2 separate regions of the Triticum aestivum genome follow, and region 2 is linked to region 1. Evidence: chromatin contacts called from public Hi-C data. All regions are on one chromosome and are shown on one strand. The core of a region is the stretch at or near the end of the contact, and the rest is flanking DNA. Distances in the headings are between cores, read along the strand shown. Region 1 holds the start of LOC123145478 (shikimate kinase 1, chloroplastic). Region 2 overlaps LOC123145480.

Evidence for each region. Hi-C and Micro-C count contacts between places; a contact is called where the count stands out from the background.
Region 2: a Hi-C map of leaf shows a contact between it and region 1, with 8 times the contacts expected there. The contact joins the enhancer-like site here to the promoter of LOC123145478 in region 1. A contact is called at or near these places in 3 of 5 Hi-C or Micro-C datasets (all in leaf) and 1 of 1 datasets of contacts at active chromatin or transcription factors (leaf).

The regions. Positions count from the first base shown.
Region 1 is chr6D:413,317,226-413,322,048 of IWGSC CS RefSeq v2.1, reverse strand. LOC123145478 (shikimate kinase 1, chloroplastic) reads left to right here and starts at 2,258. Exons shown (of 10, transcript XM_044564905.1): 1 at 2,258-2,656; 2 at 2,980-3,026; 3 at 3,130-3,184; 4 at 3,282-3,354; 5 at 3,473-3,560; 6 at 3,727-3,809; 7 at 3,900-4,029; 8 at 4,294-4,372; 9 at 4,511-4,575; 10 at 4,670-4,823. The coding sequence starts at 2,452. The coding sequence ends at 4,762.
Region 2 is chr6D:413,643,496-413,648,318 of IWGSC CS RefSeq v2.1, reverse strand. LOC123145480 reads left to right here. Exons shown (of 23, transcript XM_044564908.1): 18 at 275-358; 19 at 446-630; 20 at 712-850; 21 at 949-1,008; 22 at 1,111-1,182; 23 at 1,265-1,798. The coding sequence ends at 1,378. Among protein-coding and RNA genes, the nearest start is that of LOC123145480, 13 kb to the left of the region's middle. Within about 2 kb of position 2,083, at least 7 of the 8 cell types and tissues checked have an H3K27ac peak or open chromatin away from gene starts, as enhancers often do. A contact at or near this core is called in leaf, where this site is marked.

The sequences.
Region 1 (4,823 bases), core at 1,009-3,508:
GCTCCTCGTTGGGTTCGACACTCTTACTTATCGAAAGGACTACGATTGATCCCCTATACTTGTGGGCCATCACACAACAAGGTCAACGACCCAAAATTTGGTTGTAAAATGTTAACTATTTTGACATTCTAAGGATGTGTTTAGTTTGAGAACCGGGTGGAATGGAACGTCATGGTTCCATTCCACTGGAATGGGTCGGTTACGTTATCGTGTTTGGTAGATGCAATTAGGTGGGATGGAATAGTTTCATTTTACTGTTTGGTTGGACAGATGAAATCAAATAAATTTGGGCCGCCTCACCTCCTATACAAGAATGATGAAATCAAATTGATTGGGTTCACCTCACGGTTCCATTTGTATATCACCAGCACAAAGGACACTGCAATACTATGATTCAATTTGTGTAGAGGGCAAACAAATCATCCTTACGGGAAGAACAAGAACTACACTACGCATTCATAGTTTCATACAACAACAATTTTTCAGCAGTTGTTGTTACTTGTCTCGCATCCAACAAATTGCAACGCTACTTGCCGCTGTTGATCCTCCTCTTTGCTGCAAGCCACCTTCTTGTCTTGCAAGTGCCATTGCTATGTTTGTACTAGCCAACCTGCTCGTTCGAGGGCATTGAGGAAGGGATGCTGAAAGAGGGCGGGAGTAATGCGTCACTCCATGCCCACCGCTGTCGTCCAGCCTCCCTGCTCACCGTCGCTCGACTTCCCTGCACAACGCGCGCCCCCAACAACCATTAACTTCCTCTTTCTTCCACCACCCTGGCTCACCTCATCACCGCCATGTGGCTCCAGATCTAGAGAGAGAGAGAGAGAGAGGAGGTATGTTTCCCTGTTGTGCTGCAGATCGAGAGAGGAACGAGTCAGACGACTTCAAGGGAAGGAATTGGGGAGGGACGGCACGACGCAGATCGAGGGAGAGGGAGAGAGATGGACGAGGTGGTGGCGGCGCAGGAGGGAGGAGATGTGATGGGGCTGTGAGTGTGAGGAGAAAGTCGGTTCCACGTCATCCGCTCATTTTGGAGGTCTCACCCCGTTCCGAATTGGACCGAATATTCGGTCTGTTGGAACGTGACCGTTCCATCTATGTACTAAACATGAGAACGAGGCCCAGGAATGGGTTGGACCCGTGACACTCCAGTTCGTAACTGCAACCAAACACACCCTAAATGTGAAATTGGATGTTTTGCTACGTTGCAAGTTTTGTATGTATTTTGTTGCATACATGTGGGTGACATGTTGCAATGTCCCGAACCTCCGTTGTGAAGGTCGTGTTCATGCTGCAAAGTTGTTTCACGGTGCTACATACATTGGCTTCTATGTTGCATACATTAGTGATTTTCTCAATGTTTTGCAGCGAGCATTAAATATTTATTGTTATACTCTCTCCGGACATTTTAGTTCACATATAAGATTTGTTTGAAATCAAACCTCATAAACTTTAACCAAGTTTATAGAAAAAACACCAACATTTAAAATGTGAAATCAACAACATTAGATGCGTCATGACTTTAGTTTTCATATTGTATAAATTTAGCATTGTAGAAGTTGATATTTTTTCATATAAATATGGTAAAATTTTACGAAGTTTGACTTCAAACAATTTTTATATGCAAATAAAAAAGACCGGATGGAGTACATAAAAAATGTTGCATGTATCATTATTGTTTTTTTTTTGCGGGGAACATGTATCATTATTGTTGCGCGGTTTGTGAGGAAAAATCTTACGACAATGCTGCATACGCAGGAAAAATATATTATAGCACACACGATTTTATTTTGCGCAACATAATCAATGTTTAAGCGGTCGACTAGGGGCTCCTCCTCCGCCTGTCCGACATTCGAGCACAGGCCTAAAAATACATTGTCATGGATGAAATTTGCACACACAAAACATTTGGGATATATACCGCGCGGCAGGCGTGACGAGCAATCTTCAAATGTACGGCTGGGGACGGGTCTGCCATCACCTCTACGATTCTACAACCGTCCATGGCACGATCCTCTCCAGATACCACGCCCCACACCAACCCCGCCAGTCCGACGTGGCACCCCACGGTAGGTGAGTCATCTCCCTACTAAATCCACCGCTAGATCCCCCCACATGTTTCCCTGACCAAAATGCCCCTGACCCATGACACAGCCGAAGAGAGCAAGAGGGGGGCAGGCTGGGAAGGAAGGTAGGCATGCCGAGTCAAAGGCCGATGGGCAGCGCGGTAATTTCACGCCCAGATTACGCAACTACTCGGCAGCGTCTGGGGCGTCCCTGCGCTGCCGGCAGATGTGCACGCGCACCCCCGCTATTTCAAGCCCGCACATTTCCGCTGCGATTCCACCACTCGCCGCCCCCCAGCAGCCACCGGACACCTGCCAAAAGCGCGAGAGAGCCGTGGCAGATCGCATCGCCGCGTAGTGGCCGCCGCGGAGCAACCGGCGAGCAATGGAGGCCGGCGTGGGGCTGGCGCTGCAGTCGAGGGCCACGGGGTTCGGCTCCGGCCGCCGCCGGAGCGCGATGTACGGCGGCGAGAGCCGGGCTCGGGCCGTGAGCTTGCGTGTCAGTGATCTGGTGGGGTCGCCGGCCGCCGTGCGCGCGCGCGGGGCCAAGCCCGTCGTCCCGCTCCGCGCCAAGAAATCGTCTGGAGGAGGTAGATATACATCCTCCTCCCTTTTCCCCTTTTGTGCTGCTTGTTACTCCAATTTGGCTGAAAGTTTGACGCCATCTGGGCCCAATTTTAGCGCGTTTTTTCTGTGCGTGTGTTTGTTGGGAGGTGTTGAGTTTGGGAGGAAGGAAAGAATGGGATGTCAAATTGATTGGGATTACTGGAGAGTAGGAAAGGGGAAGAGAAAAGGTGTATGGTATGATTTGCCCTTATGAGGGAGCAGTAAAAAAAAAACTCGGCGTGTGATCTATGCGTTGACGAGATTCAGTGGAATTGACATTTTCTCCGTTAATCTTGTGCCTCTGCAGGTCATGAGAACTTGCATAACTCCGTTGACGATGCCCTCTTGTTGAAGGTATTGAACAATATTCTGAATTCCTGATAAAACAGAACCAAAGTCGATGTTGGAGCTGCATATCTTGTGCCACCATTCTAATACGGTTCCAATTTGATTTCAGAGAAAATCAGAAGAGGTTCTTTTCCAGTTGAACGGTCGGTGCATCTACCTAGTTGGTTAGTTCTTATCCTCCTAAATTCTGAATACTGAAAAAGATAAAGTTACTGATGAAAGTTCTATATTTGTGACTGATAAGTGAATACATGTGTGCAGGAATGATGGGTTCGGGGAAAAGTACGGTGGGGAAGATCTTGGCTGAAGTTTTGGGTTATTCATTCTTCGACAGGTTTGTATTTTCTCATGAATCTACCAATAGCAGTTTGCAAAAGGAAAGTTGATCTTGATGCTTGTACTGATGCATAGATATTAATGGCAAGGTTTGTCTTACTCTGCAACTTTTACAGTGATAAATTGGTCGAACAAGCTGTTGGCATGCCTTCAGTTGCTCAAATTTTCAAGGTTCATAGTGAAGCCTTCTTCAGAGATAATGAGGTAATGGTTACTGAATTCATCTGCTAATAACTTGATCCTTCTGATTTGTAGCTTTCATTTGTTACTAGTGATTTGAAATTCTGAATTGGAAGATTCGACATATGAGTTTGTTTTCTTTTACTTCCGAGACTTAAGTGCTGATTTAATCTTCTTTTATGTTTTCCAGAGTAGTGTCTTGAGGGATTTGTCCTCAATGCGGCGATTAGTTGTTGCTACTGGAGGTGGTGCTGTTATCCGACCAGTTAACTGGTATTTTGAGTTGACCCTATTTCTCCTTGTGGAATAGTTTGTCCCTTCTCTTTTGCTGATAGATAACGTTGCGATCTCTTGTATTATCAGGAAAAATATGAAGAAGGGCCTATCTGTTTGGTTGGATGTGCCCTTGGAAGCTCTTGCAAGGCGTATTGCTAAAGTGGGGACTGCCTCGCGTCCTCTTCTAGATCAACCATCCGGTGATCCATACACAATGGTAACTTCTTGATCTTTCAATTTTTGCCGTGTCAGAATATGGATATGAATAAGGTAGATTAATTTGGGCTAGTAGTGAATTTTTTTCAAGGCACTGTGTTTTTCTTCTATTCTGTTTCGAAACAGAGAACTTCAATAAAGATCCATATACACAAGTTGTATCACAGGAATCCAAGTTTTTATTTGTTGTAATATTACTGTACATTTGTCCGCATTCTCTGTTAGTGTTGGTATGGCTGACCGACTGAATTCCTTCTATCTTTAGGCCTTTTCGAAACTCAGCATGCTCGCGGAGCAAAGGGGCGATGCTTATGCAAATGCTGATGTCAGAGTTTCTCTCGAAGGTATGATCTCCATAATAAACACCGGTCTTGTGCAAACCCATGCCTTCCAATCTATTGAATATCAGAACATGTGATCATCATCAATCACATATGCATGTGACTTCCAAGGAATAACAAATCTGCCTTTACCATTTGCAGAGATCGCATCTAAGCTGGGTCATGACGACGTCTCTAAGCTGACACCGATTGATATTGCTCTCGAGGTATTAAAAAGAGAAATAGTCGTTTGGGTGCCACATAAAATTTTCTATTTCCATTCCACAAGTGCCTGAACATAACATCTTTGTCGCCCTGCAGTCGCTCCACAAGATCGAGAGCTTTGTCGTCGAAGACACCGCTGTCGCCGACTCACAAACGGAATCGCAATCTCAAAGGATGCATACCTTGTAGGATATGAATCCTTTTTGTACCATGTAGAGCGCGGCGCGGCCCAGCACAGCTGAGTTATTCA
Region 2 (4,823 bases), core at 834-3,333, 330 kb before region 1:
GATGCAGGATGAAAGCACATCCTTGTGTTTGATTGAATGTATGATATGAATAATTTCATGATAGGTGGATGGAAGGAACTCATGATAATGTTCTTTTGTTCTGTTCCCATAAGGTGCTAAATTGTGTTACTTGGACCTTATATGCCCTTGCAACAGTGAACAAACAAAGGATTTGTATGATCCCTTGGAAGATGGGATCATCCACCTGCACTATCCCATACAGCTACAAGCTTATTTCAAAGCAAAAATCTCACTGCTCTATTTTCTTTTACAGTGGTTTGGAGATGCTGAGAAGTTGACGAAGGCACTTTTCTCTTTTGCTAGCCGACTAGCTCCTGTCATCATATTTGTAGACGAGGTATGCTCATTTCAATAGGAAAATGCTTACCACTGCCTTGGTTATGAACAATCTCTTGGTATGATGCAATTTCATCTGATATGACAGGTTGACAGCTTACTTGGCGCCAGAGGGGGTGCACTTGAGCATGAAGCAACAAGGAAGATGCGGAATGAATTTATGGCAGCTTGGGATGGTCTAAGGTCCAAAGAGAACCAACGGATCCTTATTCTTGGTGCTACGAATCGTCCATTTGATTTAGACGATGCTGTTATACGGCGTTTACCTAGACGGTAATATACGTTCTTGTGCTCTTTGCTTTCAAACAAGCTATGCTGATCTAGCAAGGTGTTCACCTGTTTCATTCTGTACAGGATATATGTTGGCCTTCCAGATGCGGAAAACCGAAAGAAAATTCTCAAGATTTTACTGGCTAAAGAAAACTTAGAATCTGATTTTAAATTCGATGAACTTGCTAATGCGACAGAAGGTTATTCAGGAAGTGATCTGAAGGTATTAAACAAGAGCATTCATTACCTTCTTCCCTGTAGTTGAATGAAAGTGAAACCGTTCTGTTTTTGTGTGCAATCATTCAAATGTTTAATGTGCAGAACCTATGCATAGCTTCAGCATACAGGCCAGTTCAGGAACTTCTAGAAGAAGAAAAGAAGGTAGTTATGCCCTTTTAACTGTCGGCATGATGCGAACATGTTCATAATCATCAAAACTTGTGTGCATCTCTTAATTCCTCGCATGTTTACTGTCTTCTGTAGGGACGTGTGAGTAGCAACAGCACTCACTTAAGACCCCTTGTATTGGATGATTTTATACAGGCAAAAGCCAAGGTATGTAGGCTCATCAATTTTCCTAAAATCACCAAGTTTTGTGTTTCCCACTACTACTCTTACATTGGTATTCCCTATGCAGGTAAGCCCGTCTGTTTCTCATAACGCAACAAGTATGAACGAATTAAGAAAATGGAACGAACAGTATGGTGAAGATGGCAGCAGGACAAAATCGCCGTTTGGGTTTGGCAACTGACATGTTACAGTAGCAAAGTGTTGTTTGTAAAATCAATAGGCTGCCTATTTAGTGACAGGAAGTCGGTCCCCATTTTTCGCCCAGAGCCTATTTATACAGCCTCTCAGTGATCCTGTACAAATAGCAAAAAGTCAAGTCAAACAACAAATTTCCAAGTTTTCCAGTAGCTGGTACTACCGGGGATTCCCCAATTTTCCAACATTGCAATGCTGAGCTACAAATTTGCTCCAGCTCAGCACGAGCCTGATCCAGGTGTAAGTAGCACCAGAAAGTTTCAGTTGTTGTATGGCACTAATTCCTTGGACTTGATTGAACTCAATGAAGTATTTTTTTCATTGTAGTCCTCCAATGTTCCCAGACCACAGTGATGCTATAGTATTGCCTGTGTCGGTGTGTAATAAAAATAACATTTTGAGTTTCTATCGTTGTTTTGCGCCCTTTATTTACTGGACGAGTTGTTTTTTCTTCTTTGTTAATCGTGATCTCCCGATATAGCAAAACACCAGCAGTTAAGTTGTATAATCTTTTTTTGTTGCTGAGGGGAGCTGTTGTGTAATCTGACCCGTGTCAATTGGAGAATTAGAGGGTGGTAACCATGCACGTCAGGACTACAGAAGCGGTGGTTGGGACATATGGACATGAGGGCGTGGTGGTGACTGGGCTGTGCTAATCCTGATCCGCATCTGCTCACGAGTGGCTCTGGACCCAAGCAGGACCACATGCGCGCCGCGTGGTGCCATGCGGTACAGGAACTGCAGGTGAGAGTCTGGTCGAACACCTAGGGATCTATGAGGCCAACTCCACCGTGGGACCCCAAACGGAAGTCCGTTTTATCCGGATTCTGTCCGTTTGGGTAGGTCAATGGGGTCGTATCCGGGCCTGTCCTGGGATGCGGTGGCCGTGCGCCCAGCGCGCGGCCGCATCCGTTTGCCCTATCCTGTCCGCGTCTATTTAAAAAAAAGAGCAACGTTTCAAATGCCAAGCCCTAGTTCACGGACCCAGTTCATCACGCCGGCAACAAAGCCAGCGGCCTACACGTCCATCGCCGGCAACAAAGCCAGCGGCCGGCAACACAGTCAGCCTCCAAAATGAATAGTTGTCCTCGCCGGCAACACAGCCAGCGGTCGGCAACACAGTCGGCCTTCGAAATGAATGTTTCTCTCGCCGGCACACAGCCAGCGGCCCAGCGAGCGGGCGGCACCCATGCCAGCCTCCAAAGAGAACGACCGCGGCCGATCGGACGACCTAGTTCAGGCCGTCGGCGTCGAGCATCTCCTTCTGCCTGGCCTCGAACCAGGCCCTCGTCTTCTCGCTCATCTTCGACAAGTCCACGCTCATGATCGCAAGGGCCACCTCCTTTGCTTTGGTGGCGGCATTGGTGGCCTCGATGTCGAGCTGCCTTTGCCTGGCCTTGACGTTGTCGGCCTCGATGTCGAGCTGCCTTTGCCGGGCCGCCTCCTCCATGTCGATCTTCCTTCTCTTGGCCGCCTCCTCCATCTCAAGCTTCTTTCTTTGAAAGTCTAGGTATTGCTTCATTTGCTCGTCCTTGCTTTGCCGCTTCTTCTCGTCCCTCACATCCTTTTGAGACATCATGCCATGCAAAGTGTCATGCAATGCCATGGATGAGGCATCATGTATGTCGTCAACTTTGGAGTTGGTCTTGCCCCTCGGCCTCTTCAACGCCTCGCCATCTCCACCTCCGGCGAACTTGGCCGTCTTCAAGCCTCTCTTCCTTTGAAGTTCACGGTATTGGTCCTTGAACTTAGGGCAATTGTTGATGATCATCCAACAATGAGTAAGAGTGAACGGCTTGTCATTGTGCCGGGCCTTGAATGCCTCCAAAGATTGAAATGCCTACACCACATGATCAACAACAAGTGAACATGCAAACATATACAAGGCCGAAGTCTCATGGCCGTAGCAAGGAAAGGGCTAGGAAGAGGAGAGCATACCATGTCCCCAACGCCGAGACCACTCACAGGCCGTGCTTCAACGCTCTCAAATGCGGCTTCATACTTGTTGCACTCTTGTTGGATGAACAACCACCTCTTTTGAATCGAGCCGATGCCACGGTTGCTTGTAAATTGGTAGGGCTCAAACATCTTCCTTTCATGGAATGTTTTGTGGACTCTCGTCCAAAAAAACAATGCCCTTTTGTTGCGCGCCGGTCCTCGGATCTTGGCTAATCTCCATCCAAGCTTGGCAAATCAACTTGTCCTCATCTTGAGTGTACGAACCCGTGTGAATGCTCTTCCTCTTCTTTTGTGCTTCCGCTCTTTGGGTGAGCTCGTCAATGAACAATGGCTCGCCACTAATATCAACGTCATTGCTTTCTTCTTCATCACCATCACCTTCGACATAGATGTCATCGTCTTCATGCCACGAGTCACCATGGTCGTAGTCAGCATGGTCATCGGCCTCTTCATCGGGGACGTACTGGGCGCGGCCATCCTGACTTTGGGTCTCCTCGGGGTCATAGGCACGTCCCTGCCCAGCCTCGAAGATCACGTTCTCCATGTACTAGTTGTAGAAGGGGTCGTCGACCGATGCCGTTGGTGTTGGCATTCCGTCAAACAAGACGCGGGAGGGGGGGCATGGTGCCCGTGCTTGCTTGCTTTGCATCTCGACGGACGGCCGGCCACCGCTGCTGGACCCAGGCGTGACGTTGAGGTCGATGACGGCCGCCGGGCGCGGTGTGGACGGCGCGAACAAGCCAACGTCCGGCGACCCCGAGAAACGGGTGTGACCGTCGTGCCTTGGCGGAAGAAAGCCGGGCGACATGGGCGTGGTCCGCGACGTCGGCGACTGGCAGTGCGCAGGCCGGGCGACCGACGAGCCTGTGCTCACCGGGCCGACGGCCGCTGTAGGGAAACCGGTCGGACGGCCCATGCCAAGCATGAGGGTGGCATGCGCTTTGTTGACGATGTCCTCCTTCTCGTCGGCCGCGGCCTTGCGCCGCGCGGCCTCCATCGCATCGCGCTCGGCGGCGAACTTGGCCGCGGCGGCATTGACCTTGACGACCGCTCTCCGGCTCCTCTTCTTCACCGCTTCCGCGTCCAACTTGGCGATCTCCTCCGGCGTGCACTCCGACCGTGGCTTCCTTGGTGCCTTGGCCGCCTTCTTCTTCACCTTTCCGGGCGGGTTGACGGCCAGGCCGCCGGAATTCGGCTGGGCGTCGGCCATGGACGGGGGAGAGAGGGGGCGGCGGGAGGGACGTGGGAGTGTTTGCGGAAATGGCGCCAAATGGGGCGTGGGGGTTTTTGGTTTCTCCCACCGACAGGCGGGCCAGCGGAGGACAAGCGCGCGCGTCCCGCCAGTCCGCGCGCTGCCCGTTTCACCCCAAAACCGGCGCAAACTTGGGCCGGGGATGGGCCGAAAGCGGACATAAAACAGACAAAAGTCCTTTTGCTCCCGCGCGCTGGGCCGCCCGGTTTGTCCTTTTTAC